3 separate regions of the Mus musculus genome follow, and regions 2 and 3 are each linked to region 1. A link is a contact called in public Hi-C data. All regions are on one chromosome and are shown on one strand. Each heading gives the region's core, a stretch centred on a gene start, on an enhancer-like site or on the middle of the called end of the contact. The rest is flanking DNA. Distances are from core to core; before and after follow the strand shown. Region 1 holds the start of Car10 (carbonic anhydrase 10). Region 2 overlaps Car10 (carbonic anhydrase 10). Region 3 overlaps Car10 (carbonic anhydrase 10).

Region 1 (3,433 bases), core at 297-2,796:
CTCATGAGTTTATTTTTTAAATACATTATAAACAATGATAAATTAAACGTTTACAGTGACAGTGGCAGGTCTAGGCAGGAAAGAAAGGGATGAACTATTATTTACTAGCATTGGTCTTAAGGCAAAATGTACAGGAAGGCACAATCTCTGAGCTCTGTGATAAACACCCATCGTGCTTTTCAGTTTTAAAACCACAACACTGTACTACAATGCTTGATGTATATAAGTCAGTCACTTGATATTTGCATAATCCGTTAATAAATGAATGGTTATGTGGTATAAAACCCAGTCACTTTGCTTGCACATCCAGAGAGAAAGCTCTCCTGCTGTCAGTAAACCAGCTTGGAATCACAGAAGGTAGGTCGCTATCCGTGGTGCTGACCTACGATGGCTCTGTTCACATTTGGCAAACTGCTTTCTTCTCTCTCTGCTCAAAAAAATCCCTTTCATGCAGTCTACTTTCAAGACACGGAGACAAACACTCCCCTCTATGTTTCCCAAATGGGCTAATTCTCACCGTCTCTGATTCTATTAATGTTCTCAAGTCTCAATGTCTTTCCTGCTGAGTCTCAAAGTTCTCTACCTAAAAAGCATGGATTTATTTCATCCGAGCCTCGATTTTTAATGCGTTGGCCACCTGGAGTCCTTGGCTGTCGTCTCAGAGGGGGGAAAAAATTCCCTCGGCCACACCTCCTTCTTAAAGAGTAGGCAAGACTGCCAGCGGTTCTTTTTTAGGATCCCCGGAGGCTGCAGAACCGCACACTCTGGTTTCTGCAGTCAGCTAGCTGCTTTCCTTCCTCTCTCAGCGCCAGCCCCCACACCCCCACTGCTCCCCTCCGGGTCTCATGACGCCCGACTTCCCAGTACAGAGAATCTCTAGACTTCCTAGACTCCATTCAAGAATCCGGGGAGCCCTCTGGTGTAACTACTTTGGCTCTTATGCCGCACCCTTAGATGCCACACAGTCTGGATGTTCGCTGTGTTTGCTGCATCTACTGTGCAGATCAAAAAACATGGTTCTTTCCCACCTTCTTCCTTTCCACTTCTCCACTCTTTCTATGCTTATTAGATCGAGGCTCACAGTGAAACAGCTTCTAAGCATCAGCAATTTAAAAGTACAAAAATATTCCCTGTGGGTTGTGCGTGTGTTTGTTGTGTGTGTCCATCCGCGCTTATGCAAAGCCTCCCAACGTCACACTTGGGTATCCGGACAAGCTTCTCCACAAACCCCAGATCTTTCCAGGGATTCCCTCTGCCCTGCCCTCTTCTTCTTCAGCACCCTTAAAAGAGGTAGGTCTGGGGCTTTCCGCCAGCCACTCCTGCCTTGATAGACGCACACAAATCTGCTGCAGTTTTTCCTTCCCTGTTCACCCCTAGCCCTTTTAGGCGAGCAGTCCGGAGCGCAGGATTTCCTAGCATTTACCCTGCATCCGCACTGCATTCCCAGGCCGCCCTTCCAGGGCTAGACCTTCTGCAGACCCGGCGGCTCCGGCTCCGCCTGGGTGGTGGGTGGTGCTCTCGCCGCCCCCTCCTTCCCCTGGGGCCCGAGAGAGCCGCGCGCTGGGCAAGAGTGCGCGCGCGCCGGCTTGCTGGGGGAAAATCTCCTTCCCTGGAAGCTGCTGAGTGTCGCTGACCGAGAGTATCCCGGGGTCCATCAAAAGCCACCAAAGCGTTTGAGAGCTTTTCTAAAGAAAAACGGTGAAAGAAAAACAAGAAGGGAAACCCGTTTCCCGGGAGGCCTGGGTTTCCGATGGTATCGGATTCTCCCGTAGCTGCTCTGATAGGGATGCGGTTGGCGGCCGCTGGTACCCGGACTTAGAGTGTCCGTTGCGAGAGGAGGGAGGTGAGGGACTTGCGGGCAAGAGTTGCACCTGATCAGGGAATCTGCGAAGAGAACTGTGGGGTAAGTAGCTTTCTTCTGGCATCCGAGCAGGATGGGGGCGGGGGGGGGGGGAAGGAGGGAGCAGGAGAGGGACGAAAAGGAGAGGGCAGGGAATGGATTATGAAAGAAAGAAAGAAAAAAAATCCTTCAAATTCCGCTGCAGAGGGAATGAGCACAGCGCAGTCCTTCCAAGATGAGTCCCGCACGGCTTTTCTGTAGTGAGCGAACAGCCGAGAAGTTCTTTTTAAAGAAAAAAGAAACTCCAAGCTCCTGGAGGGGAAGCGGGGCAGCCGGGCGGGGCGGAGTTCCAAGGCTGGCGCCTAGGGTCCCGGCCGAGGCAGTGGCCTGAAGTGCTGACTCCCAGCTACTGCTCCTTATGTCCTCGCCGCCCTCCCCGGGACGGACTTTTTGCCTCCGCCCCCGGGTGCCTGGCCGCCCCGCTGACGTGGGGACTCCGGGCGGCCGCACGGAAGCTCACCTGGCCGAGCCTTCTCCTTCCCCTCCTCCTCGTGCTCCCGCCCCCACCTGCCCTCCTCCTCTCCAAGTGGGAAGGCGTCGGGATCCGTAGGCGAGGAAATAACGACCCCTGCAGTTGCATTGCGGAAAATCTCGGCGGCGGTGCTAGTTGCGGGCGATGGAAGCGAGGCAATTGCGGGGTCTGGGGAGCCCTGGAAAATAGCAGAAAAGCGGAAAGCGCGCGTGCAACGAGGGGGAGTCAGTGAGACTCCCGACGCACCCCAGTCCTGGGAGCCTAGCCTTGGGCTCGGCGTCCTGGAAGCATCGCCTGAAGCCAGCTTGGAGGCGGCAGGCGGCTCGAGGACTTGGGGAGCAGGGAGGGTCAACGGAGGCAGCTGGTGACCTGTGTTTGCGGGCAATAATCCCCGCTTCTCTTTCTTTCTCTGTGTGCGGTGTCTGCTCCTCTCTCCCCACCCCTCCGGAAGCAGGAGAACTGGCCTGATCAGAGACAGCAGTCACCCTTTGACCATGCCCCGGTGAAGGGGGGCGGACTTCGAGGGCAACTTGTCGCGGACTACCTGGGCTCAGCTAGCCTACGGAAAGAGAGCAAGAGCCCAGAACTCTACAGCTCGGCCCAGCGGGGGGCTGTTGTCTATGTCTTCTTGGGGCGCCCGGCGGATCGGGGTCTCGGTTTTGCAGGAAAAGCCCAGTGCTGTTGGCTTCAGGTGGCTGCCGCCGCCGCCACCGCGGTCGCCGCAAGTGCCATTTCTGCCACTGGTGAGAGGAGCAGAGATACAAGAGAGGGGAGACCTCCGAGGCAACGAGGCATCGGACATGTGTCAGCACATCTGGGGAGTACATCCGAAGAGCCCGAGGGGAGATTTGCCGAAACAATTCAAACTGCGTTATTGATCTTGGGGGTGCCTGTCCCTGGCCGGCTGTCGGGTGGGAGCGCGAGTGTGCGCTCTCTGGAGAGAGTGTGCGTGTGTGTATGTGTGTACCGTGTCGGGCTCCCCCCTTCCCCCCTGTTTTCCCGTCGAGTGATGCACCTGGAATGAGAATCAGAGGATGGAAATAGTCTGGGAGGTGCTTTTT
Region 2 (3,169 bases), core at 320-2,819, 170 kb after region 1:
TCTTGTGCCGCCTGGGTTTGTTTATTTAAGAGTTTATTACTTCAAGGACAGATTAGAGCAACCTGGACCATGGCTGGATACAGAAGAATGGGGATTTGGAGAGATAAACTTCCCTTTGGACTTAATTTTACCCCTTTATGTAACAGCATGAGCAGCATCTCCTGCCTCCATTCTTAAGATCTGAAAGAGTTCAGCAGAGGTTTAGGGGACCCACGTGACATGTGTATTTCTCCCAAAACAGGCTGGCTTGTTTCCCTCTGCTTTTGGTGTGGATCTTAAAAAGAAAAACACCCTCTACTTCCTTACAGGTCTAAAAACTGTTTTAAAGGTTTTTGCTGAACAAGAAGGAGCTGTACATCTCCCATCACAACTGAAGATATTACTTTGATGTCTCCATAATTGTTTCCCTGAGGGCCTATCTGGTGCTGGGGTGGCACCACTTCTGCTTCCTGATTTTGTTGATAAGTATAGTGTCACCCTGTGCATTGTTGCATGGTTCTCTTTGGCCATGCAAAGAGAGAGAGAGAGAGAGAGAGAGAGAGAGAGAGAGAGAGAGAGAGAGAGAGAGAGAGAGGAGAGGGAGAGAGAGAGAGAGAGAGAGAGAGAGAGAGAGAGAGAAAGTCTGAAATGTCTGGCAACTAAAGATATATTCACTCAGTCAAACATTACACATAAGAGATGATGAATGAACTTGGTCTATGAGAACACAGGCACAATGCTGAACAAATGATCAGACTATGCACAGCTGGTTGATCCATAGAGAAACATATCATACCCTGGCTAAGACGGGGGGCATGACTGAGAAAGTGTGCAGCCAATGGCATGTTAGAGGAGCAGGAAGTACAGAAAAGCCAAGAAGTTATATAGACAGGAAAGGAGCAGGGTAGGAAGCTGATTTCCCTAAAAGTACCTCAAAGCCAAGCCAGTGAGAATGCACCGCCGTCACGGAAATAGCAAGGGCCTCCAGGAGTGATGAGCATCCAACCTGTTCAGCGCTGTGGAGAAAGTTTGTGATAAATGGCCGCGAAGGAACACGTCTGCATGCGAGGAGGTGCAAAAGATCAAAAATGACTCAGAGGACAGGAAGATTTAGGAGTAGTAAGACAAGCTTCTTTTTCAACATTTTTCTTGCTTCCCTTACCGTCTTTTTTTTTTCCTCTTTATTCTTTTCAAGACCAAGACTTTCCCTACAGCTTTCAGTTCCCTTATGAAGCCCATCAAAAACTCCACCCAGGAGCCAGGCTATTTTTAAAAATGAGATGCACTGGATTCTATAGAGAGGTCATCAGTAATAGGGCCTCCAACTCCCTATCTCTTTTGTGATTCTTGACGGCCAGAAACGAAGCATACATTATCTTTTACACAGACTCCCTGGAAGGTACGGATGCTCTCTCCTCTGGTGCTGTAATGGGGTCTCTATAGAAAGACACCTCATTCGGCAACCCACGACCTCTTTTCATCCCCGTTCACAGAAGCGACTCTGCTTGCCACAGGCACCAGGGCTTCCAATGTAATGATTTTGAATAATGCTGTGCACAGTATTATGCTCTTCTGCAGTCTCTCTCCTGCATTTTTAATGACCTTCCTAGCCCTCAGAGAAAGGGGGATGAACACGTCTGGTCAGGACATTTTTCCAGCTGGTCATTCTCTGATTGAATCAGTGCCAGATCCTGCAAGCCATCTGAATGCTGGATTGAAGTCAGGCTATCTGGGTTTTTAACTCTCTCTGGGACCTAAAGCCTTAGATTTCTTATCTGTAAAGCAAGGGGCATTATTTAGAAATCCTCTAAGCCCATTCAAATCCTCTGCTTTTGTGGCTGTGTGACTCCCTGGGGTCTGAAGATGAACTGTCTTCATTTGTTCATATTTTATGACCATCTGTTGAGTGCACAGTAGCGGATGCCTCAAGTACTTGGAGAAGCTTAGGGAAAGATGGTTGGCTTGAGAGAGTCTCCCAAGAGAGACACAGAAAAAAAAATCTCTGAACTTAAGCTTGTTTTAGTTGATTTTACTTGCTGTAAGAATGCAGGAAAGGGCACTGGAATTTGAACCCAAACTTGAGATAGTTCACAAGTTTTATCAGCAGAGCTGGAATACTTAGTTAACAGTCACTCGTCCTAGGGTCCAAGTCTCTTTTCCTGTCCAAAGCCTTTAAAGGGAGCAGATGAGGGTAGATCTGTTAACACTTTATAGGATGGAAGCTCTGAGCCCATGTAATATTTATGACTACTAACATCAGTTGAGCTTCATAATTCAAATGGTCTTAGAGTGTAGACCAGGTGCCAGGTACCATGGCTGACACTTAAATTTCCAAGGATTGCAGTCTCTAATATTCAGGTGGTGGTGTTTCTTTTAGAGGATTTTGTACAACTAGTTGATAAAGACATGGTTCATCAACTTGGAGTTGAGGTTCCCATATGAGTCTTAGCTACTAGTTTCCTGCAAATTCAATTTGGGGATAGGAGGGAGCTAAAAGTAGCAGGATGTGCTTACAGAGCATCAACAAGAGCACAGCCATGCACGCCCATGTGATAGGTCTGCTCTCAGTCCTACTCTGCAACTTGGCCTGGATGAGTCATTTTATTTGACTCTAGAAGATAATGGAGATCTGTAGTAGATGTACTCCTAGCATCTTCTTGAGACTGTGTTTGTCAACTTTTACCATGAGTTATATATTGAAGTGTGTTCCTCTCCCAAATTTTACATGTGGCGTCTTTATTCTCTAAGACTAACGAAAATGGTCTTATTTAGAAATAGTAGCTATAACTAGGTATGCTCAAATGGCGTGATAGAAGAGTTGGGTGGATTTCTAATCCAGCACATGTTTTCTTTATAAACGAAGAATTTAATACCATGTAAAAGTGAGAACAGACTGGCTTGGGGATGGTGCGTGGAAAAAATACGAGGAAAATCAGCAACTGCAAGCAAATGACTAGAAGCTAAGAAAGAACATAGAACAGATGCTCCTTCAGCATCCTTAGAGAAAACCAACCCAGTTGCTAGCTCGACTTCGGCCAGCCTCCAGGACAGTGGAAAGTAAATTCCATTTGTTTTAGCCTCCCTTCCTGTAGCAGTTGTTAAGGCAGTCCTAAAAAAACAAATGCAACCCTAGGATGTGTACCACTACTGTCAGAGGGAAAAGAAAAATGCAGCTCACATGAAAAACAAA
Region 3 (3,182 bases), core at 381-2,880, 250 kb after region 1:
ATTCTATTAACACCTGTTTTTCTCTGAACTCATGTTCCTTTTTTACTTGTTAGATGGTTTCTCTCCTTCTGAGATAATAGAAGGCAGAGTTAAACCAAGGTGGAAGGAGTAGTTGAATGGTTTGCTCTATTGATTTAGTGCCTATGTGTTTGAATCTATGTAAGAGATACTGCTGTGAAAAGTTGACAGAGTCTACTTTGAGAAGTGGTGGAAAGAGCTGAGGAGCTCTAAACTAAATTCCAGCATTTGGTAGTATATAACTATGAGTCTGTCACTCCACTACCTAGACCTTGGTTTCACTGTGTGTGTGTGTGTGTGTGTGTGTGTGTGTGTGTGTGTGCGTGTGTGTGCGTGCGCATTCTCTATGTTATGGTACAGAGTGCAGCCAAATTCATTGCCAAAAAACACAGCCTCATCTTACTATTCTCCTTCTTAGACAGCATCATTTCTTCACAGTGGATACTATAAACTGGCTAGCCAGCAGGAAATGAAGGTTTTTCCTTTAGTGTTCATTACTATAGAGTCATGAGATATGAAATATTCCATTCCTCAACCTCTAGGAGTGGCGTGGCCATTTCTGGCCACTGGTCTTGAAAGGAGAGCTACCAGAAAGTCCATCAGTGATTGACCTTTCTGTTGCCAGCCGCACAGGTGTGAGGTTAGTAGGGAACATCACGACCACAGCATGAAAAGCATGAGGATACAGCTACCTGTGAGAAACAGTAGGTCAGAGCAAACAGAAAGGCCCATGATCTCTCTTGATACCTTTAGTCACTCTGCCAAGGTTGGGCCACTTGCTTCCTGGCTGTCTTCTTTTATGGAACAAGTAAGCTCTTCTTTAATGGACTTATTTTCTGCTCCATGTTTCTTCCATGTATGGCTGAAGACAACCTTACTGATGACAGCTCACTTCCAAGTAAACTGCAAAGGAGTCAGGCCATACTAAAGATGGTCTAGATTCTGCTGGGTTCCTTCCTTCCAGGCTTTTCCCTCACAATCTCATTCACAAATTCTAACGTGAATTGTTTCCTGTTGCCACCTCTAGTTCCAGGCAAGGGTGAAGTGAACCCTCCCCTTCATCAAGTTCCCTTTGTTACCTGACTGGTCCCTTTTCTCATTCCTTAGTGTTTTAACCTTCCAGGACCCTCAGCACTTCTGGTGTCTGTTCACACTTAATTATCTATCTCATCTTTACCTCTGTGAGTCCCATAAGTCTTAGTACTCACCATCAGCACCATCCCCTCTTCTAATGCACACAGAGCCTTAATCCCACTTAGCGCCTTGCCCAGGTAAGTCTTCAGTGCACTTGGCATAATGATTAGAAACAATATATTCACCTGTTCTGATATCTTTCTTTTTTGTTTTAACCATCAGAAATAGTCTTCCGTTTCTTTGCTTTGTCCTTGCTGTCTCTTACACCTTTGTCAATCATAGCAGCTTTTTTAGATCACCATTCCCAAGCTATTGTTGACCTTCTTAGGAAAAGATGAAAACCCAGAAAGGAGGAGAAATACCCTTGTTTACCCAGACTGATCTATAGTACTAGTTCCAAGCCGCCTGCTGTGCACTGAACAGGAGCAAGTTTTAATTCTCTCCTTGGCAGGCAGGCAGATTGGTCTGTGCTTCTGGCCTCGCTGCCAACTAGCTTCAAATTCAACCACCTCTAAATGGAGTGGCAAAGCTTACAAACAGTGAGCGATCCTGAAACTTCCTCCACATGGTCCAGTGCATTGTCTGTCAGATGCTAGCCACCCAGTAAGCACTTTAATTATTTTTACTCTTAAAATTAAAATATAATTACAGCATTCTCCCATTCTTTTGTTCCCCTGCAAGCTCTTCTATAAGTTCTTCTTGCACTTCCTCACCTATTCATGGCTCTCTTTTTCTTTAATAGTTATTATATATTTACACACACATACTACACACACACATGTGCACACATACACACACACACACACATACACACACAAAAAAAACTGTCCATTTGAAACTATCTTGAGACCACATTTTCATGTAGGCATGCTTTACTTTGAAATACTGCTCAGTCATTTTTTATTTATGCATATTACTCATACCCTGACGACTTCTCGAAGAGATTTGTGGTAACTGAAAGCTGCAGGTACAACATAACCAATTTGTCACTCATGTGAGGTGAAAAGGATAAAATCCAAAACAAAAACACCGCCATGGTAGGAAGAACTAGAATGAGATTTTAAAGTTCAACTCACTTATTCTTCCATTAAACTATAGGCTTCATATTTCAAGAAAAGTAGAAAAGGGTCAGGAAGATTGAGGCAGTGTAACATATATTACATTCACACATTTGAGAGCCCAGGACTCAAGACAACGTCTACCGGCAGTGTGGTCTGTCCCTTCCCTCAGCTTCAGATGATGGCAGAGGCTGGATGCTACTCACCTGCCCATGCTGTTCACAGGTATGAACCGCATCACTAAAAGAGACTTATCTGTGATTGTGTTTATAACCAACATAAAGTAACTGAGACGTCTCATTCTGTGAAGTTGCCTTAACCCAAGAACACACTGATGGAATAATAGGAGGGAAGGAACACTAGAAATGACCCTTTTTGAATCAGTCTTCCTATTCAGGTGAAGAAATTGGAAGAACTTGGTCTCCTAAGACAGTCCTTAGTAAGGCTACTTTTTCAGGGTTGCTTAGTCTCTGGGGCCAGAATCAGAGCGTCTCAAAGGTCACAGTCCCCGAGAATCTTCTTGTTTCTTTTTGGTCTACATCTCATCAACACCCTCTCCTGTATGTATACCCTACCTCAGTCCCCACATAGCCCTCTCCCACCCAGGTCCTCAGAACTTCACTTGTAATGAAAGGGTAATAGTGCATGTAGATGTTCTCAGCTCTCTTTTAGACATCCATAGACATGTTTGCAAATAATGTTTGGTGATATGTTTTGATACTTTAATAGTAGCCTTCCTGATCTTAATGCATGTAGAAGAAACTTCCATTTGGAGTGTACAGCTGAATATTAAGTGTCCCTCTATTGTTCTTGAAAATTGGAAATGCTCCTATGAGGGAGTAAGCTTACGAAGTAAATATTTCTAATTAAAGATAGTCCTCCAATGAACCATGCTGTCTGGGAGTTACCCTGCCATCCACTTGAACACATGAGTAGTTAATTATTGATTAGCCATACATAATCACCAAACTA

The links. Hi-C and Micro-C count contacts between places; a contact is called where the count stands out from the background.
Region 2: a Hi-C map of cerebellum shows a contact between it and region 1, with 2.0 times the contacts expected there. The contact joins the enhancer-like site here to the promoter of Car10 in region 1. A contact is called at or near these places in 5 of 39 promoter capture datasets (cranial neural crest, embryonic stem cells, hippocampal neurons and 1 more), 7 of 484 Hi-C or Micro-C datasets (cerebellar granule neurons, cerebellum, cerebral cortex and 2 more), 1 of 115 datasets of contacts at active chromatin or transcription factors (embryonic stem cells) and 2 of 9 other capture datasets (adipose tissue and liver).
Region 3: a Hi-C map of cerebellum shows a contact between it and region 1, with 2.2 times the contacts expected there. The contact joins the enhancer-like site here to the promoter of Car10 in region 1. A contact is called at or near these places in 4 of 39 promoter capture datasets (the 3T3-L1 cell line, hippocampal neurons, pre-B cells and 1 more), 3 of 484 Hi-C or Micro-C datasets (cerebellum and cortical neurons) and 2 of 9 other capture datasets (adipose tissue and liver).

The regions. Positions count from the first base shown.
Region 1 is chr11:93,096,820-93,100,252 of GRCm38.p6, forward strand. It overlaps Car10 (carbonic anhydrase 10), which reads left to right and starts at 1,547. Exons shown (of 10, transcript NM_001361708.1): 1 at 1,547-1,903; 2 at 2,827-3,433. The coding sequence starts at 3,407.
Region 2 is chr11:93,270,647-93,273,815 of GRCm38.p6, forward strand. All of the region lies in intron 3 of Car10 (carbonic anhydrase 10), which reads left to right. Among named protein-coding and RNA genes, the nearest start is that of Gm35002, 32 kb to the right of the region's middle. Within about 2 kb of position 1,570, at least 9 of the 459 cell types and tissues checked have an H3K27ac peak or open chromatin away from gene starts, as enhancers often do. A contact at or near this core is called in cerebellar granule neurons and cerebellum, where this site is marked.
Region 3 is chr11:93,343,466-93,346,647 of GRCm38.p6, forward strand. All of the region lies in intron 4 of Car10 (carbonic anhydrase 10), which reads left to right. Gm35002 (a long non-coding RNA gene) reads left to right here. Exons shown (of 2, transcript XR_388957.4): 1 at 1-3,182. Among named protein-coding and RNA genes, the nearest start is that of Gm35002, 40 kb to the left of the region's middle. Within about 2 kb of position 1,631, at least 1 of the 459 cell types and tissues checked has an H3K27ac peak or open chromatin away from gene starts, as enhancers often do. A contact at or near this core is called in cerebellum, where this site is marked.